2 separate regions of the Mus musculus genome follow, and region 2 is linked to region 1. A link is a contact called in public Hi-C data. All regions are on one chromosome and are shown on one strand. Each heading gives the region's core, a stretch centred on a gene start, on an enhancer-like site or on the middle of the called end of the contact. The rest is flanking DNA. Distances are from core to core; before and after follow the strand shown. Region 1 holds the start of Rpp40 (ribonuclease P 40 subunit). Region 2 holds the start of Smim13 (small integral membrane protein 13).

Region 1 (7,163 bases), core at 2,365-4,864:
GGCAGAGATGTGCTGGTTCATGTGTGTAATCCTTGCACTTGGAGAGCTGAGGCAAGAGAAATGATAATCTGAGGCCAACCTGGTCTACATGGCAAGATCCTATCTCAAAACAAAACAAAAAGTTCTAAGTCACAACCATCTGCACTGAAGCAGGAACATGTCTATGTTATACCCCTTGGAAAATAAGACTACTGAGAAACAATGTCATATAACCAATGTTAAACATTTGATGCTTACTGGTGCTGGTAAAACACGTCTTTAATCCAAGCACTCATGAGGCAGAGGCAGGTGAATCTTTTAGTTTAAGGCCAGCCTGGTCTACAGAGTGAATTCTAGGACAGCCAAGGTTACATAGAGATACCTTGTCTCAAAAACAAAAACAAACCAAAAAAATGTATGCTTATAAATTCTTGAAAGATAAACATCAAATGGTTCCATCTAAGAAGGAACACAAAGATAGGCTTCATTTTACTGTTTAGAGCTGTATGACTTGACTTTTAAAAAACTATTATTTGCCGGGCGTGGTGGCGCAAGCCTTTAATCCCAGCACTCGGGAGGCAGAGGCAGGCGGATTTCTGAGTTCTAGGCCAGCCTGGTCTATAAAGTGAGTTCCAGGACAGCCAGGGCTATACAGAGAAACCCTGTCACGAAAAAAAACAAAAACAAAAAAATTATTATTTTATTATTTTTATGTATATGGGTGTTTTATCCTCATGTTATGTCTGTGCACATGGATGTGTCTGGTGCCTATGGAGGTCAGAACAGGGCACTGGACTCACTCAAACTGGAGTTACAGATAGCTGTAAGCTACCAAGTGGGACTGAACTTTGGTCTTCTGGAAGAGCAGTCAGTGCTCTTAACTGCTGAGCCATTTCTCTAGCCTACTTTTTTTTTTTTAAGCAGTGCTATTTCTTTTCTAATAAAGAAAGGAAGAAAAAAAAATGAATGCTGTCACCATTTGGTAGGAGAGCAACAGTATTATCCTCATCAATACTTGTATTGTATGTTAATGCAGAGAATGAACCTGTAAGAAAAATCAAGAAAAGTAATTAAGTAACTAAAGTAGCACAACATTTGTTTATGAATGGTTTTCACGTGACAACGAATCTTCCAGGTAGGTAACAGGCAGCATCTACTACAGCTCTAACTCATTCAATAAACCCACTACACCCCAGAGATACACTGGAACATATACATGCAAGGCTCCAGCTAGACCACCCCAGGACTCAGGCCACATTCAGGGGCTTTTTGTGCAAGTTTCCTATCAACAGGTTGAGAATGGGCTCAGAACAGAACCTGTAATCTTGGGGATCCTAGCAGAAAGGTGCACATTAAAGAGGCAAGAGGACAAAACACTGATGCAAGGATCAAAGTTAATATTCAGAAACTATTTGAGAAAGTTAATATTCAAAAGCTACTTAACCTTCATCTAAAGGGATTCCACCTACTTCCCTGAGTTATTGCAAGGGCTAATTAAATTTGGTAAGATATTTAGCTGCCACCTAAAGAGGACACAGGAAAGAAAACGACAATATGGCCGGGTGGAGAAGTGATACACGCAGCTGATCACATGATCTAACTTCCATGGGCCCTTTTAAAGACAAGGGAAGGACCCCAATATTTTGCTGCGATCTTCCGATAGCTCTTCATCTTGTCTTGTTCATATGAGACAGTGTTTCTTCTTACCTTTCTTTACAAAGGTGTTGATGAACTCGTGTGTAATTAATTCATGAAGAGGTAAGTTCTTCACAGAGTAATAGGGTCCAATGTCCATGACCAGGCTTTTTAGCTCTTTTGATAGAAGCCCACATTCAGGAATAAGAAATGAAACCTATTAGAATGTAGAAGAACAAACGAAGTTATATTTTATGAAGATTAACACCATGCTTTTGGAAATGGAATGTCAAAGGTGCTAGTTACTCCTTCACAGGTTTTACTGGGACATAGAAGGGACACGCAAACATGGGCAATGTGATGGTTTGAAGATGCTTGGTCCAGGGAGTGCTATTAGGAGGGATGGCCTTGGTGGAGTAGGTGTGACTTTGTTGGAGGAAGTATGTCACTGTGGGCGTGGGCTTTGAGACCTCATCTAGCTCCCTGGAAGCCAGTCTTCTTCTAGTGTCCTTCAGATGAAGATGTAGAACTCTCAGCTCCCCCTACACCATGCCTGCCTGGACGCTGCCATGCTCCCACCTTGTTGTCCTTATAAGAGTTGCCCTGGTCACTGTTGGAGTGTCTGTTCACAGCAGTAAAACCCTTAGTAAAACACACACACACACACACACACACACACACATACACACACACACACAGCCACCACCACCTACCCCTGAGACAGGGTTTCTCCATGTAGCCCTGGCTGTCCTGGAACTTGCTCTGTTTATCAGGTTAGCCTTGCACTCAGAGATTTACCCACCTCTGCCTGGGTTTAAAGGTGTGCATCACCATCAACCTACTAGGCAACAATTCTATTAATTTCAAGTAAACAGATATCTGACTACTCAAGTTTTTCCTTTCTGCATTTCAATGTGAGGCATGACATTGCAATGGAAGTCTTACTTGAATCTTATTTTTGCATACAAGCAATATATGTTATGTCTTTCACACTTTATAGTCAAGGAAATAGAGTATATATAATTCAACATGCCTTGATTTGCTTATTCTGGAGTCATGAAATCAAAGGAACTCCTCCTGGGATTTAGGGACATTTAATTAGTAAGAAGCTACATAGAAGCAAAAGTGCTCCTGGAAGCTTCCATTTCCTAGACAAACCTAGGTGAGACCAGTTGAGATAAGCGATACATCCCTGACCGCAGGGATGGCCTTTCAACCGAAGAGATGCAAAATCCGCGCGGATTTCAAATGATCCCCAAGTGAACATCTAAAGTCCGTTTCGCAAAGCCCCAACAACCAGCCTTGAGGGACAAGGACGCCAGCTAATCTATCTGAGAAATCCATCAGGCCAATATTTAAGATGTAAAATGCTTAAACCCTTATCATCGTAAGGTAAGTTTATTTGGAGTTCCTCGTTTGTCAAACCGCGTGATGCTTTGGAAAGAGTCACAAGCTGATCCACAGAGATCTGCCCAAACTTAGGGTGTAATTCGGCTACATGTTGTACAGGTCACACTCCGACCGTGCAGGTTACATTCCTAACTCCTCCACTGCCTGCTCGACCCAACACCGAGAGGATTTAATCCTGAACACCGCAGTAACCACGCCAAACTCACAAAAACTCTGCTGTTCCTCATAGGACCGAGCACCGCCCTGTGTTTGGCGCATGCTGGGAATTGTAGTCCTACACAGCGCCAAGAAAAGCAGTTAAGAAACTTGAAGAGACTATAGTTCCCAGCATGCCCGAGGACGATCTCCGCCCACCCTCGCAAGCCGAGGAGGTCTGGCCGGGTGAAACCCGGCGTGGTTCTACCTTAAAGCTCTCCAGCCTAAGAGGGCCGGGTGGACCTGACTCACCCTGTAATTATGATAGTGCGTCTCCACGAGATGCTTATGGCGAGACTTATCGTGGCCGAAGTTGGATTTCTCACAGACCAGTAAGTGCCGAGGCGCCTCTTGCAGCCTGCGCAGCGTGGCCATGTTAAGCAGGAGTCCAGGCGAGCACCGCCTCTTGGCCCGCCTCCCGGCCCGCCCCTCGGCCCGCCCCTCACCCCACCATTCGCCCCTTTCTGACTACACCCCTCCCTCCACCACGCCCTAACCCTTCTTTCTTTCCCTGTCTGTCAGTTCCTGCAGGCACTGGGTCTGAAGGTTCTCAAGAACCTGGCATGGGGCTGGTGAGATGGCTCAGCGGGTAAGAGCATTGACTGCTCTTCCAAAAGTCCTGAGTTCAAATCCCAGCAACCACATGTTGGCTCACAACCATCCGCATCTTAAAAAAGAAAGAAAGAAAGAAAGAAAAAACCTGGCACATCCATTCTATCCCACAGTTTCTCCGTGGAGGAACAGTGCATATACCTGGACAGGACTCAGAGAAGGACTGGACCCTGACACCTTATAAAAAGGAGGAAGATAGGACAGAGGAAAAGCCTAGTATAGTCAGGAAATACATCTGCTTTGCAGCACTGTTTTCCTGACTCCTCATATGGTCTCGTTCCTAATGCTCACCCACCCGCAGGCCCCTAAGTTCCCACTGATCCTTCCCAAAAAGTATAGGAAATTACAGAGGAATATAATATGACATTTCTGCATTTTTACTTCCAACAGAACTTCTTTGCTTTGTTTTTAATTATTTAATTTATTTTTTTCATTTCCAACATTACTATTTTGTGATTTTACTCCAAATCTCAGTTTCTTTGCTGAATTGTACTTCCATGTACACTGTTGCTATCTTCAGACACACCAGAAGAGGGCATTGGATTCTATTATGGATGGTTGTGAGCCACCATGTGGTTGCTAGGAATTGAACTCAGGACCTCTGGAAGAGCAGTCAGTGCTCTTAACCAATGATCCATTTCTCCAGCCCCCATAGCTAATTCTTAAAAGCCATATTGTTGATTTTTCTCATCTATTTTACTCTCTGTGTGTGCACACACATGCGTGCGCACGTGCACGTGTGTGCACAGCAGACTTTCCAGGTCCTTCCTTAGGGAAGATTGAATTAATCTTTTTGCTTCAATCTTTTTTGAGGTCTTAAAGTATTTTTACTAGGAAACTTCTGAAATCACCCAGAATTTTACCTATTTCAGTATCATTGAATCCAGGTGTTAAGTTATTTTGTCTTGAGACAGGGTCTCATTATATATCCTGGCTGGCCTCAGACTCAATATATAGACCAGGCTGGTCTCAAACTCAAAGAGATCTACCTGCCTCTGCCTCCTGAGTGCTGGGATTTAAGATGTGAACCACCACTCTGGGATAATTGATTTTGTTTTTGGAGGACTCCTGTTGCTGTGTTTTTCATTCATGCTTTTGTTTCTGTGTGTGGTGTTGACCTGTGTTGATTTGGAGATGTTTTTCGCTGTTGTTCTTACTGAGCACCCTACTCTCCGAGACTCATTCCCCGGTGTTACTCATAAAGGAGACAACACATTGCTGAGACAGTAACAAAATGGAAGATATAGAAATACACCCAAAGTTACTGAGGTTCAGCAATATATTACTAATAACCATGAAACAGAAATTTACAATACTAATGTAGAATATGCTAGGAATGTAATGATTATGTAGGGTAAATGGGAAAATAGCAAGAAAACGAAAGCAAGCCTAAATGAAAGAAAGAAGCGGGATGAGAAAGTGTGCCATGGATGGAGACATGAAAAGAGAAAGGGTTTAGTGGGGGGAAAAAAACTAAAAGAAGGGGGAAATCTCAATAATAGAAAATCTTAAATAATGAATTATATAAATATAAGAGAAGTAAAAGATAAAAACATCCATTTTTTTAAAAAGGGAAAAGAGTAAAAGTGCTGAATAATAGAGAATGTAAATAATGTAAGATAAACATCTGTATGAGGTGTGAAATGTATGAAAATGTATGCGAGGAAATAAAATGTGTTTAGGGAATGCAACAAAGGGGAAGCAGTAAGAGTGTGCTAAGAAGAAAAAGGGAAGAAGGGTAGAAAGAAAGGGAGAAAGGAAAGCAATGAGATGTTGAAGCAGCCTCTTCCGGGGTACTCGGCATAGGCTGGGAGAGGGTATCATTGAACTTGCAGACTCTTGTCTTGAGCCTGTATTGAGCAAGTGTTATGTGTCCTCCATAGCTGTCTTGTCATTATTAACTTCACCATGTTCATCAGGGGCCTCTGCTGACCACACTTAGCTTTTCAGTCTCTGCTTCAAGTTCTCTCATTCTCCTGAGATTCCCCAGATCATATTTCCCATGGTGCTAATGTTCTAGCTGAGGGTTGGAAAAGAAGAAAGAAACCAGAGTGTGTGAGCAGAGAGCTTGTCTTGTAGTTTTCAATCTCTCTTAAGTATTGATCACCCGCTGGAGAGATGCAGCTGTGGACATCGGGTCATCGGTTGCAGCTTCAGAGTTCTTAGACTCTATGGCTGAAGAATGGTTATTCAAAGACACTGACATTTTGACAAAAAAAAAATTACACAAATAGAAATTGTGGAAATGAAAAAAGTAAAGAATCAAAGTGTAAAGTTTAACCCATAGACCTGATTAAGCAGAGCAAAGGGTATGACGAGGTTGAGGAAATAATACATCCAATTATCAATAAAGAAAATATTGAAAAGGACCATAATATTCAAGAACTCTGAGTAATGATCAAGAGACCAAAGTTAAGAATCTATGAGACAGAAAGGAGCTGAGATCAAAACTAAAGGCATAGAGAATCTATTCAATGAAATTATAGCAGGAAAAAAAACCCCGATTTAGAGAAAGAAATGGACATCCAAACACAAGAGACATTTACAACCTCAAGTAGACAAGGCTAGACCCTTACCATGACATAATGAGGATGTAAAAAATATAAGGCAAAGAAATAATATTCAAAGCTATAAGAGAAAAAAAAAAACACTAACTCAGCTACAAAAGGGAACACAGAAGAATAACATATCTTTCAGTTTCAACCCTAAAAGCCAAGAAGGCATGGAACAATATATAACAAGACCTGAGAATAAATAACTGCCAGCCAAGCTTGCTATATGCAGCACAGTTGTCTTTTACAATCAGTGCTGAAGCCAGTGATATTGTTCAGTTGGCAAACTTCTTGTGTAGCATATACAGATCCCTGGGTTCTGCCCCCAGAAGCACATAAGCCAGGCATGGTGGCAAATGCCTCTGATCCCAGCAATTGGAAGGTAAGGGCAGGAGGATCAGGGGTTCAAGATCACCCTTGGCTATGTAGCAACTTGAAATCAGCAAGACCTACATAAGACTCCACATCAAAAAATTAATTTCATCAAATTAACTTAATCATTGAGGAAAGCCAGGTAGTAAAGGTCTCTGGAGAACAGAGGCAGGTGGATCTCTGAGTTTGAGGCCAGCCTAGTTTACATAGATCGAGTTTCAAGACAGACAGGGCTATGCAGAGAAATCCTGTCTTAAAAAACCTACCTAAACCAACAAAATAAAATCATTGATGAAATGGAGACATTTCAAGACAAGTAAAAACAAAGACAGGTGATGACCACCAAGGTGTCACTCGCAGAAGATGTGTAAAGGAATAATGCACGTGTGTGTGTGTGTGGGGGGGGGG
Region 2 (7,163 bases), core at 2,748-5,247, 5.3 Mb after region 1:
CCTGAGAGAGGCATAAATAACATGTTCTCCACCTCCTCCAGCAAACCCACAGACTGAGGGACCGGTCTTGTGGGAGTTTACTCTGGGGAATCAATGAGTTTGTTGTTAGGTTTGCTTACAGAACAATGGGCGAGAGGTTATGGGCAACCTTAAAACAGCCCCAGCAGCAAGTCTGAATCTAGCAGGGATGCTGACAATTCGCACGGGTGCATAGACAGAGCCTGCTTCTCTCCCTCGTCTTTCCTAGCCTGTCATGATACTTCCACACCTCTCTGAGGCCCCTGGCTGTTCTCTCCAATTCTGTTGGGTTTCTTGAAGCCTATGGCTCTGGTTTTAGGCTGGAGGGCTCCTTTAGTTTTGATGTGTCCAAGACTGTCCTTGAGTTCTTGATCCCTGCTGCCTCACTTTCCATGGTCTGGGCTTACAGATAGGAAAGCCCCACAGCTGTAAAGATAGGGGTTCTTAAAGCATCTATGGCAGGAAATTTAGCCATCATTCACCCAGAATCTCGGGTTAGAAACTTGGGGGGTTTAAATGACAGGTGATATTGTATCATTATTTAATATGTACAGCATGAGGTTTTGACTTATTTGTTTATATATACATATAAAATGACAAATAAGTCATTTTATTATATATATAATAAAAACATGCTGTTTCACAATAGTTTTTAAAGATGAAAAAAAAATGTGTAGACGTGTGTCTGTGAAGAGGGCATCAGATTCCTATGAGCTGGAGTTATAGTGAATGGTACTGGGAACTGAATTTGGGTCCTCTGCAAAAGCAGTGTAGAATTCATTTTTAAGAGTGTTTCTGTCTCTCCAGGCTCAGAGTTATCCTAGTTAAAATTCACTATCCTCCCCATTTTTCACAAAATATAATGTATTGTTATGGTGAGTACCATTCACACAACAGGTTTCTTGAACTTACCTAACTGTAATATCTCACTTTTGACCAATACCTCTCTTCTCCCAGTTCCCTGTATCCACCAGCTTCCTCTAAAGGGGAGAGGGTGGGCTCCATTCTCTCCTCCTACAAGACCAACACTTTTAGGATGAAATCATGGTGTGTTTGTCTGGCTGACTTATTTCAGTTAATGCACTATCCTCTAAGTTCACCTCTGTTTTTGCAAACGATTTGATTTTGTTCTTTATTGCAAGTAGGATGCACTGTGTTCCATTCAGCCACCATTTCTTTACTCACTCTGTTAGTTTGGTTCTCCATCTTGGCTACTGTCAACTATTGCTGTAATGAAGCTGGTGGCACAGATGTCTCTTCAGCATATTGATTCATTTCCTTTGGATATATACCCAGCAATAAAATTACTGGGTCATGTGGTATGTCTAATCTTAGTATTTTGAGGAGCCTGCATGTGGTTTTCCCATAATCACTGTACAAATTTACATTTTCATTAGTGTGTAAGGATTCCCTTTTCTCCACGAGTCTTCCTTCCTTCCTTTCCTCTCCTCCTCCTCCTTCTCTCTCTCTCTCTCTCTCTCTGAGATATGGTGTCATACAGTCTGTCTTAGTCAGGGTTTCTATTCCTGCACAAACATCATGACCAAGAAGCAGTGGGGAGGAAAGGGTTTATTCAGCTTACACTTTCTACATTGCTGTTGATCACCAAAGGAAGTCAGGACTGGAACTCAAGCATGCCAGGAAGCAGGAGCTGATGCAGAGGCCATGGAAGGATGTTTCTTACCGGCTTGCTTCCCCTGGCTTGCTCAGCCTGCTCTCTTATAGAACCCAAGACTACCAGCCCAGGGATGGCACCACCCACAAGGGGCCCTTCCCCCTTGATCACTAATTGAGAAAATGCCTTACAGTTGTATCTCATGGAGGCATTTCCTCAATTGAAGCTCCTTTCTCTGTGATAACTCCAGGTTGTGTCAAGTTGACACAAAACTAGGCAGTACACAGTCTAAGCTAGTCTTGACTTCACCGTGTAGACAGGGCTGGCCTTGAACTTCTGACCCTCCTTCTAAGTGCTGCTAATTATGGCGGCACAGATCCAGCCTTTTCAAGTCAGTTTAGATTTCTGTTTCCTTCACTCTTTACCTCTCGTCCATCCACACTAATCCTAATGATTTAATGTGTCCTACATCTTCCCACTTTTCACCAAGCCAGAGACGACTGCTCTCATCCAAACCTTGATTCAATAGTTCCAGGGTAGTTCTGACACGTGCCCAGAGCATCCTGCACATCTGAGATTATTCTTTGCGAGCCACAGTTTTGGAGGATACATTATAATCCACTTGGGAGCTTTACAAAAATCTACTTTGCCTGCTCCTTGCCCTGAAGACTGGCATTCACTCTGTGGGGATAAGAGATGGGCATTTGTAGTTTGAGTTCCTTTTGGTGAGTCAAATGCACATCAGACTTGAGGGGTTGGAAGGGAGGTCAAGTTTATCTGGCTCTTGGGGGCTGCACACACCGCTCTTCCTATGTAGACGCTCTTCCTGTAGGTCTTTCCATGGTTGGATTTTTCACTCAGGACTCAGATCAGATGTTACTTCCTCAGGAAGTTCTTTCTCGATGACTACAATCTCAACACCCCCATGTTCGCCACAGTGCTTTACTTATTTTCATTGGGGATTTGCAATCCTTGCACACCCCTATTTATGTTATTGTCTGTATTGCCATGACTTTTTTTTAAAGATTTATTTATTATTATACATAAGTACACTCTAGCTGTCTTCTGACAGAAGAGGACATCGGATCTCATTACGGATGGTCATGAGCCATCATGTGGTTGCTAGGATTTGAACTCAGGACCTTCGGAAAGGGCAGTCAGTGCCATCTCACCAGCCCCTGCCATGGCTTTATCCTTGGCACCTCAAAGAAGTCCAGAGCACACAGAAGTGTTTGTTGTATGTGAATGAAAGAGAAGGTAAAAAGGTCTGGATTCTTCCTGATTTCTTTTGAACTAGATCTATTCAAATGTATTCCTTTCAACCAGATTGTAAATCAAACGTGCTCCGTTATGCAAGTGAGTTGGATCATCTGCTAAAAATGAATAAGTTGATTTCTAAATTTATTGCATCGAGCTCAACTCTCTCCACAGGAACTGTATATTAAATCTTGCGCAAAGCCAGTAATGCCTTGATGTATTTTTATGCTGCGTCTTAGCTGGAAAGCAGTTTACACAGTAGGGCATCTGGGAATGGCTAGCACAGAGTTGCAGTGGAAGGCGAAAGCCTTGATTTCTCAGGGAGGAAAGGGCTGATCACCTCTTGCGTTAACAGATGTGGCAGAACTGGGAGTTTTAATTTCAAATAGAAAAAAAGGACTTGAGATAAATACCTTGTTTTTCAGAAGTTAGTTCAAGCAAATGTGGCAAAACCTTTGGCTGTTGGCCAGATGTTGCTTGAATTAAAGGAGACAACAGAACGAAACTTGCTAAACAGGTAGGTGAATTAAGAGCACAGATGTCTCTAAGTCACTCACCAGTTACTTCTGAAGCGTACTATCTGTGAAAACACAACACAACATCTGTTGCTGGGGGAGGGGGAAGGCTTTCCAGATTCTGACGTCAGGGGACTTATTTCCTCACAAGTAACTAACCTTTGCCGGGAGCAATAGGTTGGGTTCAAGTACAACCTGTTTTTCAGGCAACAGCCATCCTCTTTTCCCTTTTGCTCACTAAAACCAATTTTGTATTTGAATTAACGGCTGAAATGTAACTGGCACCTCGGCAGGGAGACAGTCCGACGCACAGTCTTGAGAACAAGAATCAGCAGTCTCTAAGTTGGAGGTGGCGGCTCAAGAACACCAAAGGCACAGGGGACGGGAAAGGAGAGCAAGGAGAAGCCGGAGCAGCGTTGACTCCTGGGAGTGGTAGTTCGTTGCTGGGCGGAGACCTGGAGCTCTCGCCGATCTTTGCACTACATTACCCAGCAGGCCTCGCGCAGCGGCTGAGTCGCTGCGGAGTGGGTGCTTGGTGATGAGCTACCGCGGGGGAGGGGGCGGGGAGCGGAGGAGCAGCTGCAGCGGCCTCGGGGAGTGGTTGACATCTGGCGTCTCCGAGGGAGGAGGGGGACCTCGAGTGAGCTGCAGCCAGGGCCTGGCGTTCGCCGCGCCACCTCCAGATCACTCTTTCCCCGCCTCGACGTCCGCCATGGCAGCGCGTCCGTCCGTCGCCGGCCTCTCCGCTCGCCGTGGCTCCGGCTCCCCGGAGCGATGAGGAGGCGGTAGTGGCGTCCCAAGGCCCGCTCCACCAGCGACTCGGTCGCCCCGGCCGGGGGCAGGTCTGAGGGCCGGTCCCGTCGCGGCCCGCCCCCGCACCGCCAAGTTCCGCCCCCTGGGGGCGCTGCCCTCGGGCACCCGCGGTCCATGCCGCCCCGCCGCTCTGCCGCCCGCCGCTGAGCCCGCGCCCACCCCCCAGCTCTCAAAATGTGGCACAACGTGGGGCTGACCCTGCTGGTGTTCGTGGCCACGCTGCTGATCGTCCTGTTGCTGATGGTGTGCGGTGAGTGGGGGGTAACGCCGGGGGCGGTCGGGAAAGCTCGCGTGGACAAGTGTCCACGGTGATCACCTCGGTGGTCTCGGTGGCCACCGGGCTCCCAAGACCGAGTTTAGAGGAGTCATGCCTCTTGCTCAGGGCAGGTCGCCCGGGCATCACGAACCTTCAGGCTCAGCGAACCTTCAGGTCTGGCATCCTGACTCGAGGTAGAAGCACGTTTCTGCTTCCCCGGCAGGTTTGTCCTTGGTTGCCATAATGCCACAGCCTACCCAGATCTTTCACCGTGGCCTGTATTCGAAGGAGCAGTGATCGGTTTCATCTTTTTATTTGGATGTTCTGAACCTAGTGAGAGATTTCATCACCTTTTGGGTTTCCAGCGCACGTGAAGCTGTTTGTTTACTTCCAAGTTCAGGCTTTAACCAAATTCCCAGCCTACTTGATAATGGGCAGAGCCAAAAAAAAAAAAAAAAAAAAAAAAAAAAAAAAAAAACACCACTGGCGGTAATAAACTTCCAGGGTCAGGGAACCTTATCTTGGTTCTGCTGTCCTGGGGCTGTTTGGTCTGCTGCTGTGTACTTCTCTTCCCAGGAGGGAAGGAACGTTAAACTGTTCTCATGGCGTGTTTTCCATCCCTCTTAATTCGTTATGCACATAGCTGATAACCACAGGTCTCAGCCAGGAGACTGAACAATTGTGAGAGTTTGGAGAGTATTTCAAATAAATGACAGTAAGCACTGGTATTTAGAAGACCAAGTATGGGTTTGAAGTGATGGAGTATTGGGTTAAAATTTTATAAATACTGTAAAGCTTATTCTTACATAGTTAATGCTCAGTCCAGTAGCTATATTTGGAAAGATATGCACTTACATATTTAGACACCTATATGTGTATTTAAATTTTGTCAGTAATGCTGACTGAACCGAAGGCTTCACATATGCTCAGCACATGTTGAACTACATACAGAGCTAGTCCCAACTCTAACATTTTTGGCTAATTCTAGTGGTTCTAGATCTAAAGAATCCTTTTTAAAATCGGGGTCTCACTACGTAGCCTTGGCTGGCCTGGAGTTCACCATGTAGACCAGGCTGTTCTTGAACTCATGGAGGTCCAACTGCCTCAGCCTTCCAAACCCTAGGATTAAAGATGGCCAGTTTTGCCCAGCTGTGGTGGCGCACGCCTTTAATCCCAGCACTTGGGAGGCAAAGGCAGGAGGATTTCTGAGTTCAAGGCCAGCCTGGTCTACAGAGTGAGTTCCAGGACAGCCAGGGTTATACAGAGAAACCCTGAAATACGATGGCCAATTTTTTCTCTTTTTTTTTTCATGACATAAAAAAATGAAATAACATCTCCCCAGTTTCTAATGTGTGAAAAGGGTGATATCATTAATTGTTGTTTGCATTTTTTTTTTTGAGGTGGGAGCCCCACCAGGTTGGCATTGAACTTGCTGTATGGAGGAGGCGGAGGATCTTGAGTTGCTGATCCATAGAGGGCTACACCCAGTTTATTCAATGCTAGGATGGAACTTCAAGCTTCCTGCAGGCTAGGCAATCCACGCCCCCAGCTCAAGGGCCTTGAAATAAGAATAAACAAACCCTTGAGCGTTAGTTGGACACAGGGGTAAAGGCGTGTGTCACCCTTTCTACTCGGAATGAGAGTGTGAGAGTGTGACATACAAGCCATACTACATCTTGGACACAACACTTATCAAACTTGCTCTGAGACATTTTAAGTCCCTGGTTGCTTTCTTACCTTTCACTGGCCGGCGGGCTGCTTAGTTTTGCTAGTTTTTCTAAGTGTCATTAGCTTCAGGAAACCTGAGCGAGAGGCAAGGTCTGATACCTTTAAAACTAACAGCTTTATCACGTAGTCCAAATACTGTTCCTTGTTGGGAAACTAATGACAGGGTAGGGCAGCCCTTTTGTTCTGACTAGAAGGTGGCTGAAGGTTGAAGAGGAGGGGGAAGGGGCAGACCTGACCTGGGACCTGGGGTGCCGTGTTAGTTTGCTGGGGGCTCCATTGCAGAATCCCAGACTGCCTTGCTTCTCCCTCAGCTATTTACTCTCACAGTGCTGGAGGCGTGAAGGGCTTTAAGGGCATCTCCTTGGCGTGTAGATGGCCGTCACCTCCTGGTACTTTCATAGGGTCTTCCCGCAGTGTGTACCTGATACCAGTCACTGGGTCAGGGCCCTGGCCCTTGTGACCTTATGTCCTTTCCAGACAGTCACATTGGGAATTAGGATCTGTAATACATGCTGGAGGACAGCCTATAGCTGAGTGATTCAGGCATATGCCCTTAAATAATTCTTACCTTTCTGTGGTCATTGACTCTTTTGAGAAACTAGTTAATGCTTTGATAATTTTCAAAAAAAAAAAAAAAGTATAAACACATTTTTTCTTACCAACTTTTTTTTTTTTTTTGGTTTTTTTCGAGACAGGGTTTCTCTGTGTAGCCCTGGCTGTCCTGGAACTCACTCTGTAGACCAGGCTGGCTTCGAACTCAGAAATTCGCCTGCCTCTGCCTCCCAAAGGACTGGAATTAAAGGCGTGCGCTACCACACCCGGTCTTATTTAGCAGATTTTGTTAAACCAACACAGAGAGTTCAGCTCTGCAGTCTCTGCCCATTGGGCCAGGTCTCCTGTTTTCTGATCTCACCCAATTCTGGCAGCTTTTTGTTTAGTGCTCACTGGACACTGGATTGTA

The links. A called contact is a pair of places that touch in the nucleus more often than the background predicts.
Region 2: a contact with region 1 is called in a Hi-C map of regulatory T cells, with 17 times the contacts expected there. The contact joins the promoter of Smim13 here to the promoter of Rpp40 in region 1. A contact is called at or near these places in 1 of 39 promoter capture datasets (pre-B cells), 6 of 484 Hi-C or Micro-C datasets (CD4 T cells, CD8 T cells, memory CD8 T cells and 2 more) and 2 of 9 other capture datasets (adipose tissue and liver).

What each region holds. Positions count from the first base shown.
Region 1 is chr13:35,902,733-35,909,895 of GRCm38.p6, forward strand. It overlaps Rpp40 (ribonuclease P 40 subunit), which reads right to left and starts at 3,615. Exons shown (of 8, transcript NM_145938.4): 1 at 3,472-3,615; 2 at 1,687-1,831; 3 at 956-1,024. The coding sequence starts at 3,594.
Region 2 is chr13:41,245,847-41,253,009 of GRCm38.p6, forward strand. Smim13 (small integral membrane protein 13) reads left to right here and starts at 3,998. Exons shown (of 2, transcript NM_001135577.2): 1 at 3,998-4,468. The coding sequence starts at 4,393.